Linked DNA regions of Zea mays: region 2 is linked to region 1. A link is a contact called in public Hi-C data. All regions are on one chromosome and are shown on one strand. Each heading gives the region's core, a stretch centred on a gene start, on an enhancer-like site or on the middle of the called end of the contact. The rest is flanking DNA. Distances are from core to core; before and after follow the strand shown.

The links. Hi-C and Micro-C count contacts between places; a contact is called where the count stands out from the background.
Region 2: a contact with region 1 is called in a Hi-C map of leaf mesophyll, with 4 times the contacts expected there. The contact joins the promoter of LOC100285646 here to the promoter of LOC100193936 in region 1. A contact is called at or near these places in 4 of 25 Hi-C or Micro-C datasets (ear, endosperm, leaf and 1 more).

Annotation. Positions count from the first base shown.
Region 1 is chr7:7,456,724-7,462,520 of Zm-B73-REFERENCE-NAM-5.0, reverse strand. LOC100193936 reads left to right here and starts at 4,425. Exons shown (of 32, transcript NM_001359352.1): 1 at 4,425-4,652; 2 at 4,954-5,032. The coding sequence starts at 4,626.
Region 2 is chr7:7,722,698-7,728,390 of Zm-B73-REFERENCE-NAM-5.0, reverse strand. It overlaps LOC100285646 (syntaxin 132), which reads left to right and starts at 1,562. Exons shown (of 12, transcript NM_001158537.1): 1 at 1,562-1,679; 2 at 2,859-2,963; 3 at 3,124-3,180; 4 at 3,340-3,388; 5 at 3,499-3,587; 6 at 3,927-4,000; 7 at 4,096-4,138; 8 at 4,776-4,862; 9 at 5,000-5,077; 10 at 5,202-5,282; 11 at 5,633-5,693. The coding sequence starts at 1,662.

The DNA.
Region 1 (5,797 bases), core at 3,176-5,675:
TTGGGGTCCAGCGGCTGCAGCGTGCCAGCCCCTGGTGCTGAAGCCTTCTTCGGCGGCATGACGAAGCTGATGCTTGCCGAAGGTGTCGAAAAGCTCAAGAAGTGGAAGTGAGTTCACCGGAGGTGGGCGCCAATGTTGGGGACTTGTTCTCAAATGCTAAGAGTTAAGAACAAGGCAACATAAAAAGTGTTAAGTGTTAAAGTCCTTCGTCCTTCGAAGCATTATGTCCCTTCGGGAAATAATGAGTTTCGGACGAAGGTCATAAGAGACATACCTTCGTAAACATAACAAGTAATGACGAAGGATTCATATAAAGCATGAAATATAATATAAGCATCATCATAGAATCATTTCTATTTTATTAACATGGAAAAATAGAAATGATTTCAAATTACAAATGTACCTTCGGTCCTGAGAGAAGGTAAAAAGTACAAGCGTGACGCAAAAGCAAATGCCAAGTCAGCGTGAACAGTACGGGGGTACTGTTCACCTATTTATAGGCACGGGATACAACCCATACAAAATTACATACATGCCCTTTACATTTGGTGATAATTCCATAGCAATCTATCGAGGTCTAAATGGCCTTTTCATCTTTAAGTCGGTTCCTTTTTCTGCGAACATGCCGAAGCTTTCCTGCTTCACAGCTTCGGCACTGTGTCAACCTTCGTATCTTTTGAGCTTCTCCCTTTCTGATACAAGTCCGAAGATACCTGTTCACACATTATACTCCAGAAACATTGTTAAATCATGTTTTTGAGGACCTTCGGAAGCCGAAGGCCCCCAACAGTAAACAAGGTAAAATGGATAAAAAAACTAGGGTGACCTATTGGGTCCCATCAAAATTAATCCTATGCATGGTAAATGATTATAAAGAATATTATTGGGTAACAAAAGTGATCAAGGGCACAACTTGCCTGGCACTTGAGATTCCAGTTACCAGGGTGATTCTTTAGATCCTCGTGGCCTCACTGCTAGTCGTAGCAATACAAACAAACATGGTATGGATAAAATTATCATCACACCAAACATAAGTACAAACTGAATAATAATAATCTATGCGTTGCTACGAGATCGCGGGATCGAGGACTACTAAGATCGGAGTTACGATTAAGGAGTTATGATTTTATAGAAGATCTATGTGATTTAAAATATTAAACTATATTATAAATTGGTTAGTATAAATCATAGGAGAGGTTATCCTATAAACAATTATCTTAACTTTAATCTAAGTCATTATTTGATTAAAGATCATCTAACCAAATTATAACCATAAGATCATAATACTATATTAATATTAAAATAAGATAATCCAAAAAAACATAGATTAGTTAAATTAGTTACCTAATATAAAAGTATGGGGTATCATATAATCAATGTTGCTACTGTGTGAAAAATATTTATACGAAACTAACTCAACTTGAACGGATCAAATCGGAGTTAAAACTGAGGAGTTATGATTTTCCGAATAATTAAGTGCTTGTCATGGAATAAATTAAGTAGACACTTTTAGTCTATATTTCATGCCTAAACGGAGTTACTAAGTGATAAACAGTATTAAAACAAAATTAATGCCACTGGAATGGATCAAAAGAAATTAAAATAGATTAAATATGAATTAAATATGTCTTTGAATTTATTTTTATACTAAAAATCCAATTTCTATATTAATTTCTGAATTTCCTAAGGATCCTGGACTGGGCACATAAAAACAGAGGAGTGCAGGGGCTTTGGTGCAAAACCTCCTAAGACATAGAGTACTCAGCGCTAGGACGGCGGGTTGAATTCTCTCTTCCGAGGGGTTTCATACGTAATTCTGCCATGGCGAAGGGGTATGAGTATTGCTGGGCCGTCGGATTCAAATCCAAGAGCTCAGATTAGATCAGGTTGGCCCCCAACCGGTACGCCACCCCAGCCACCCGATCAAATAACAACGCTCGGGATTTAAAATATTGAGATGGAAACCCGCACACTCGATCTTGATCCAACGGGCTAGATCCCACATGGAACTGTATGCACCCAGAGCCGGTCATCACTAGATCTATGGTCACGATGCATCGCGCAGAGGGATACAGCTTGACCTAATCCTAGCCATTGGTGGTTAGATCAGCGGACGAGGGTTTTCTTCTACCAATAGCGCATAGCTAGCGGCACTCCGATCTCCACGGCGGTGAGCATCACGCCGGCGCAGACCGATCCTGCTACCTCCCCGACCTCTGTCAAATTGAACGGAGCTACACGATGTAACCAACAAGACGAACTAGATGAGGGTTTCTTACCTTGATTCAGGCATTGGACGAACCGCCCCACTGAGTTTGGCGGACACGCGGCGGAGTTCGCACCACGACGACGAAATTCAAGGGCTCCGGCCGCCAATCCACAGCAGGGAACTCCCCGGTTCAATCCCCGACGCACGGAGAGACTCACAGGGCCGAAATCGGGGACGCGACGGCGGTGTACAGCTTCCTCTCTCTCTCTCTCTCCCCTGCGGCACCGGTGAGACTCGGAGCTACGCCAAAACGGCTCGGAACCTAGGGAACGGGTCTCGATATATACTCGTTGCAGCGCACGGTTTCCGGGCAGAAGAACGGCGGTCGCGGTAGTGAAGACCGAGTCCCCCGGAGGATTTCGTCGTGCTGTTAGTGCTGGACGCGGAGAAAATATAGGGAGGAGAAGAGGATGGCTCCGACCGGTGGGTCCAGATAACAGAGGGAGACCACGGCTGGGCACCACGAACGGACTCCGCGCATCGCGGGCGAGTCCAGGGCGGTCCTGTTATGGGGAGGTCGGCAGCCCCCGACCGTGTCCTAACAGCCGATCCCGGTTTGGACGGAAGGTAAGGGATGAGCCTGACGATAAGGGCCCACAGGTAAGTGGAACGAAGCGCGGCGCGGGGCTGACGGACAGGAGGTCCCCTGGTGGGCGGTGCAGGGCGCGCAAAGTGGGGTGGCTGACAGGTCGCCCCCCTGTCAGCGCGACATGTTACCCGGTTGGGCCAAGTGGGTGGAGAGAGGTCGTGGGCCAAAATCAAGGTTAAGGCCCAATTCGGTTAACACCTTATTCTTTCTTTTTCTTTGTTTTGTTTCCAATTTCAAACTAAATTGTTAGTTTAGATTTGAACTTCAGGTTTTAATTGTACCACATGATTTTCAATATGGACAAAATTCTTACTGCAGATTTTGATATTATTTATTCTACCTAATAGTGTTTTAGCTATGGGAAGTTAATTTACTTAATCAAGATGCTTCTCTCCTAAATTTCGAATTTTGAACTCAAATCCCAATTTAGGTAATAAATCCAGATATGCACAAACCAAAACAATTTCAGCTTGGAGTACAAGTTCGAATATTTCATCTTATTATTATATATATTTTTTAACCCTAAAAAATATGCTCCAATAGTGAATCACATAACAAAATCACCTTAATATTATTTATTTAGAAACTCAAGTTCTACGACCCCATTCTAGGGTTTACAGAGTGTAACATTAGAGTACGAGACACTGGACATCACTATCTTGCTTAGCTGTATTCTTGTGTTAATGTTTTGAACTCGGTGGTGATGGGGATGGTCTGATGGCTGAGCCTTTGCTTTGATGCCGATGTAATTGTTGAATGTTGATGGATGACGGGTCAGTGCCTCATTGGAGTCTTATCTATATTAATCTGTTTTATATTTTTCATGCATGTGTTACTCTAACCTGCGTCACTTCCGGACCAACCGTATTCACTTCTAGCAGTTCTCTAGAAACATAAAGAGTGTTTGGTTTATATGGACTAATTTTCAGTCTCTCTATTTTATTTGATTTTACTCACTAAATTGCTAAATATGAAAACTAAAATCTAGTTTAATTTCTGTATTTGGTAATTTAGAGACTAATTTGAAATAAAATGAAGCGAGTAAAAATTAGTCCCTAGAAACCAAACACCCTGATAGACTTTTTACAAACTAACACAAATCTTTTATACATACTTTGTTCTTACTTATACGTACCTCAGAAGATTTTTTCGATCGGTGGCCTATTTAAGATTGCTCTGGATCAACCACATTTAACCAGAGGTATCTTTTGAGACAGATTTTCGAAAAAAAGATACCCCTTTTAATACGAATACTCTATTAATTCTATAAAGTCTAGAGTTTTTTTTTTCAAATTTGTGCTGCTGTTTAACGAGGGTTATCAGGCCATCAGGGGACGGGATCCCATCGGGTGTATAATCCCCGTGCGGGAACGAGGACTGAAAATCTGTCCAACGCACTGAAAAACTAGTTCGCCAAATGCAACGGTGAATCGCATGGGAGAAGGGGTCTGCCGCATCGAGCCCATAATATCGCGGCCGTCCATCCCACACTTGCCCTTCATCCTAGCCGTCCACCAGCGCACCGTTCTTGCCCCGCAAGCCTCCGCACGAGGCCTGGAACTTTCCACGGGTCCAAAACCTTCTCTCTCTCTCCTCTCCTCTTCCCTTTCTCTCTCCTCCGCCTCCCCCGACTCGCGAGTCGCGATCTCCACCTCCCTCGACCACCACTCCCGTAACCCACTTCCGGGTGGGCCCCACGTCGCCGCCGGCGACCAGCACCTCCCCTCCTTGACTCCCTCGCTACCCGCCGCCCGCGTCCCGCCGGCCATGACGACCTCGCCGCCGCCCGCCGAGGTAAGCGTGTGTGCGAGGGGCAGATGCCCCCCCTCCTCCGTTCATTTCCCGCCTCCTCGCGCGAGACCTGCCTGCTGCATCGGTCCGCGATGCCGTGCGCATCCCGGCCGTCAGGCGCGGCGGGCGCCGTTGCCCTAGGGCTCTGGGGTTGGTTTCTGGGTTGGAGTTCTGGCGTGGCGTGTAGGTCTGGGCGTGCCCACCGCGCGCGCGTACGGAATTCTAGGGTTCGGGGTTTTGATACCCCCTCGCGAGGTTGGAGCAATGGATCTGATATTGTGCCTCTCTCGTGTTTTTCTCGCAGCAGCAGCATGAGGAAGAGGAGGTGCTGGTGCCGTATGGCCCGCACCTGGAGTTGCCCAATGGAGCGCAGCCAATGGAAGGTCTGGTTGGCCCATCTCGCCTAGCGATTAGTTCAGTTTGCTCATCACGTTATTCCTAGTTTCGTTATATGGCCTGTCAGCTCGTTAGTTGATGTTCCGTGACTTGTGATGTCTAAATACTCAGGCCAGCTGCCTAGATATGCTGCATTTTTCTGCCTCCTATTTGCTATGAATTTTTATCTGCTTGCTATTCATGTGTGGTGCTGTTGCTACTCTATACCCTGATTATTTTCATTTTTTTTTGTGCAAATGGTGACCTTGTAAGTGTTGTGGCCAGAGTTATCACTTTATGACATGCAGCGTGATTGTTTATTTGCTTGTTCTATGATTTGGTACTGCTGTTTTGTATGGAGCTGTTAGCTGTAATGTCTTATGTAGTCTGTTCATTTTATTATGCACTTATTTATAGCTTATATATTGTGTATGTGACTGTCACTAGATTATTGTACTGTTTTCGAGGAGTTAAGTTGAGTTAATGCTGGATAGATTGTGTGTGCCCACACATTTGATGTTTTTATGCTGATGTAAGTTTTTTTAATTGTCATGATTGACCATAGTTGTGTTTTTATGCAAAATCACATTGGCATGAGGACTTTATGTGTGGGGGTGCATTTTGGTTACTGTTTGCTGTAGGTTAAAGTTACTTTCTGCTTGTTCTTCACTTCTTTGTACACAGCGAATTTTTTAGAGCCTTTATGCACCATAAATAAACTTGAACTCCTTTGTTTTTTCTTTGGTTTGTTTGTTATGCGATCACATTTGAGT
Region 2 (5,693 bases), core at 313-2,812, 270 kb before region 1:
GTGTAAACAAAAAGGTATTAATATTTACGACCATAAACGAATATTATCAGATGGGTTGCATCGTATATTTGCATAATAACTAGCAAAGTATCCATATGTTGTTACGTTTTCCATTTATAGTTATAAAGTACTTCACATAAAAACACATGTGTTATGTTGGTTATTTAGATGTGACTGTGGTTGTGGAGCCAACAACTATGATTCAAGCCTCTATTTATATATAATTTTAGTTTTTATCATTTAAATGTGGGGAGACACGACAACGGTAGATCCTTGAAACCGTTGACTAGGTGGTGTAAGCTAACAACCATGGTTGTGGGTTTGTAGCAAATGGAGGAGCCAACAAAACAACCATAGCTCGCAATGGACCGGAGGAGGCCCACGGAGGTTTGTTTTGGCTCATCCACGCTTTAATGTTATCTGTAATTAACAGAATATATATAAGATATATATGGTTTTAAAAAATAGGGAGCCATGGCCCACTTTGCTCTTCCTGTGGCTCCGCCCCTGAGAATGTTAAATCTATACTAAAAATCAGATGAAGTATTTTTTTACAGTGAGGAAGACATGTTTGCGTTGTCCTATAGTTCGGACGGCTTGGCCCCGGTGGGCCATGCACACCAACCCCTGGAACTTATTTGGTAGCAATGATACCGGATGAGATGTGATGGGCTAAAATCATCTTTCTATTTAAAATCCTAGAGTCTAGGATGTCCTAGGGATTACAACTGGATTTTTCGGTCGGTTTTCTAAGATTATGCTTAATTTTTTTTAAAATAAAATATTTATAGAATTCAAGAAAAATGTTGTGAAAGATTAAATATTTTTCTGAGTACTCTTATATTAAACTTTTAGGTTTATTAGAAACTACCAACCATCATTTTCTAGCAAAATAACTGAGAATTTCAATGAAAAAACACCGTTTCTCGCCGATTTTTTTTCCAAATTTGAAAATATGTGCATAGAAACTTTTAAAATGGGTTTTGGGTGGCAAAAGACGTTTTGTCGTTGCTGAGGGTTGGCACATCGCCTGATAAACGCGAAATCATGTGGTTTAAATTTAAATCTTCAACAAAGCGTTGAGGGTACGATGAAATTCGGTTTTCTCGCCGGTTTTTCCGTTCTCGACCAAACCCGGGCCCCCTCCATACTCCAGCTCCAGCGGTCCAGCCTCGCCCTCCTGTTAGTTCGTTCGCACCGGTCTACCTGCGAGACGACCGGCGGGTGGACCCCGCGCGCCACCCGCGGAGTCCGGTGCTGGTGGGCCCGACGTCGCCGCTGTTTTGTCTCCGTTTGAGGCACCTCTCTGGCAGTGGCAAGCCAACCTGACGCGGTGTTCCACTTCCAGCGCAGAGGGCAGAGGTGAACAAGACGAGGCAAACACCCCTGGAAATGGAAAGCAATTTTTAAAAAACTTTCCATGGCACTTGCCAGCCAGCCGCCTACCTGCCGAAAGAGATCCTCGAATGGCCCACCTGCCAGCCTCAGCACCCGCAGCGTTAACCCTCTGCCCACCCAACCTCTTCCCCCCAGCTCAAAGCATCCTCTGCGGCGCAACGGCCACACCTTCCCCGGTCCCGCCTCCGTCTGTCCCGCGGCCTCCGCTCTCCTCGCCGCCCGCCCGCCTGTCCCTCCCTCTCTCTCCCTCCCTCCTCGCCGCCATGAACAACCTCCTCACGGTAAGCGACCCCCCACCCCGGTCTCCTCTTCCCTCCGCCCTGTCCCCCCCCCCCCCCTCCCCGGGCGGACTCCGCCGCTCGCCGGGATCCGCCGCGCGAGCTGGAGATCTGGAGACGGCCTTTCGGCGCCGCCCGCTCCTCCCCCACGGCGACCGCCGGCGGAGCCATAGGTTGGCTCGCGGGACCGGAGGCAGCGGCGGTGGAGTGGTCGGCGGCCGAAGGGATCGCTTGAGCCGCGCGGGTCGGAATGCGGGGCGTGCGGTCGAAGGAACCCGCCCCTGTTTTCTCGGCTACGTGCGGTAGGGTGCCCGCTTGCCTGGTGCTCGCCTCGCCTAGATCTGCGTGGCTTTAGTTCGGGAGCAGCTGCGTTGTGCGGTGGAAGCAAGATGCGCTTGCTCAGCTTCCGGCTGCCTTTTGTTCCGTGCCTCTTCTCTTGCCTTTGCCTTTGGAGTGGACTGTCCTGCTTCAACCACCTCAATGATCATTCGCATTAGCTGCTCGTGTAGCAGTTACCTTGATTGAATATTTGAACAGCGGCAATGATCACCAGTAGTTGCATTGCATTTAGTGCTGCCGTTGGAGTGCTCGGGTTCAGGAGGGTTTGTATTCACTGGAGCTTGATGTGTTTTAAAGCTTGTTCTTTTTTTTTTCTCATCCGCTTTGGCTAGAACATTTTCATGGCCCATCGTAACATCTGTCCAATTGCACTCTTGGAATGGAGAGGGTGTGTCAGCCCTGCTGGGATTTGAATGGTGATGTTTCTCACGCGGGGGCGGGGCGCAGTCCTGTTGTTTGTTGGCACATGCAGTGCGAGGCTTTCCGTTTTGGATTTATAAACTACTCACTCGGTTCTTTTTTCTTTTTTATCTGTGGCGTTTTAGTTTAAAAATAAGGTGTTTTTATGGTGGTGCCCTCGGTTTTGCTGGTGTCCTCATTTTTACTTTTAGTTGTGTTTTTTTTTCTCAGTTTTGTCATTCTATTCTATAGCACTGGAATGACAAAACTGAGAAAAAAACACAACTAAGGATAAAAATGAGTACAACAGCAAAACCGAGGGCACCACCATAAAAAACCCCAAATAACTATCGGGCGACAAATATTCGAGAAATGAGTTAGTATAATTTACTATTCTTATGTGATTGAACTGCGGTACGTATTGTGAACACTACTGTTTCACAGGATTCCTTTGAGCTCCCTCGGCGGGACTCCTCAAGAGACGCAGATATTGAAATGGGAATGCATCAGGCTGATGCTTCAGACAACTTGAAAGATTTCTTGAAGAAGGTGCTGTTTGCATAATTACTCTGCTGCTTGCGTCTCTTCATCTTACCATATTTACGTTATTACATGTACTCTCCTGTTTGCATCGAATTACATTAGTATTGTTAGTCCGACTCCAACATTCCCCTTCTGATTAATGACGTAAAGCTTTGTGATGTAACAGGTCGATGCAATTGAGAGTATAATTGCAAAGCTGTCAAATCTATTGAATAAGCTCCAGGCATGTTCATTCTGCCATTCATTCTTTGTCTTTTTCTTAAGCTAACGACCCTGGAGTTTAGTATTCACAATGGATTTTTTGTTTTTTGATTACCATTTTCCTTGTGAATCTACGTTTGACATGTGCATTGATATCAGAAACCTATTTTTTTGTCTGTAGACTGCAAATGAGGAATCCAAAGCAGTTACAAAAGCAAGTTCCATGAAAGGTAAGTGTTTGTTTATTCTAGCAGACTTAACCATTATCTGAAATATGTATGCATTCTTTTAGAAATTGCCTCTATGCTTATGGTTAGAAGCAACAATTCTTTTTTCACAGCAATTAAGCAGCGGATGGAGAAAGATATTGATGAAGTGGGGAAAATTGCTCGTCAGGCAAAGACAAAAGTTGATGAACTGGAAAGAGATGTATGCTCTTGCTTGACCCTGATAGTTATCAGTATTTGTCTTAGCAATATCTATATAAATCAAATTTGTCCATGCTTATTGCAGAAATTGTATAGATGTGTCATAACTTGGTCAATCGTACTACTGATAATTGCTAGATGAAATTGAGAACCTCATTACCTTACTTTGTTATATGTCATTTTGTAAGATTTTTTGTTCCGAAACAATGCTAAATTCACTGGAACCAAACAGCATTTCTCGAGAACTTATGAAATAGGTATTTATAATTGTTTAAATCAACTGACTTGTGTGCTGCTGTCAACAATTAACCTTGAATTGCTCGCTAACATTTTGGAACAGAACCTATCGAATAGGCAAAAACCTGGATGTGGAAAGGGTTCTGCCGTGGACCGATCAAGAGAGCAAACTACTGGGTAAATTTGCATTTCATATCAGAGCCTTTAGTTATGCTGCTTACTTGCTTACATGCATTTGTTGCTTACTCAATATGTTTTTCCAATTACTACAGAGCAGTGAAAAAGAAATTGAAGGAACGGATGGATGATTTTCAGGTACTGTGTTCCTTTCCATGCATGTCATGCTTATGCTGTTTTGTGATATTATAAGATCTTATTAACATAGGATGATTTTAAAACACAAACTTGTACAAAATTATTTTTTCCCAAACCAGGCCTGGTGTAGTGCTGAGAGCTGTTTCATTGAGTCACCGGGTCGCGGGTTCGAAGCAGTCTCTCCGCATTTGTGGGGGAAAGGCTTGCCTTTGTTTATCCCTTCCCTAAACCCCGCCCATGTGGGAGCCTCGGGCACTGGGTATATGCCCTGCCCTTGCACAAAATTAATTGCTCCTAGGAAGATTTGAATATGGTTTCTAAAGTAGCAGAGAGGAAGTGTTCTACTTTTCCATGCCTAAAGAGATATCCAATTACAAGAATTCTGCATGCCTTACTCGTTGTGAGCAGGGGGATATCTTCATTGATGGTTGCATGTTTTACTCAACTAAAACAAAATAAAAAAAATATGGTCAGCTACAGGTTCAGTTTTCAGTATTAGTTAGATGATGGTATGATTCTAGAAGGGCTTCAAGTTTGTAAATCATTGTGAATATCTGCCGATTGCCGACAAAATTATGGAGAAAATTAAAATATATTGTTTGTATCATGTAAGTTACCCTGTTAATATCTGGTGCAGACCTTGAGAGAAGCAATCAGGCAAGAGTATCGAGAGGTTGTCGAAAGAAGGGTTTTTACTGTAACTGGTAATCGTCCTGATGAAGAGGTGAGTATTGCACCTGTGCACTACCATACTTTTCACCTGCGGTTATGTTTGCACATGTCATTGTGCCGTTGATTTACAGTGAACTTTGATTATGGTTGACTTCACAGTTTCTCATGTGGCTGCCTCTAACCCTGCAGACAATTGATGACTTGATAGAGACCGGAAAAAGTGAGCAAATATTCAAAGATGCTATCCAACATCAGGGAAGAGGCCAGGTATGTGGTCTACCATAGGTCATATTACTAGTTATGTGGTATGTTTGTTTCAGGTAACAGGTCTAGCTATGTCTGTTTACAACATTGATTTGTTATAGATATGTTCTTTTTTTGACATTCACAGATACTGGACACAGTTGCTGAAATACAGGAGCGACATGATGCTGTAAGGGATCTAGAGAGGAAGCTTTTGGAGTTGCAACAGGTGATGCTTTTTTTTGCATAAGTTGTTTGTAATAATACATTATGTTACAAAAGCTATGACATTCAACGAACTATACAGTCTGGTTTCCAAAAGAAAGACTCTAAAAATAACACTAACTGGTGTAGTTATTGCGTCCCTAGCTCATGTGATTACGTGTGGTCTGGGATGGGGTAGGCAGTCAACTCTTGGAGCTGGCTGCTGGGATTAACTTAGAACACTTAAAAGAATATAGAATACACATAAAACCACATGTACCTTTCAGTAAGTTGACCCTGTCTGGGACATTTCTTTGTTGAGGACTTGAGGCTCAACTATGCCTCTTTATACCGTTGCTTTGTTTTTGTGTTTAGATATTTATGGACATGGCAGTTCTTGTCGAGGCTCAAGGAGACATGATCAACAACATCGAGA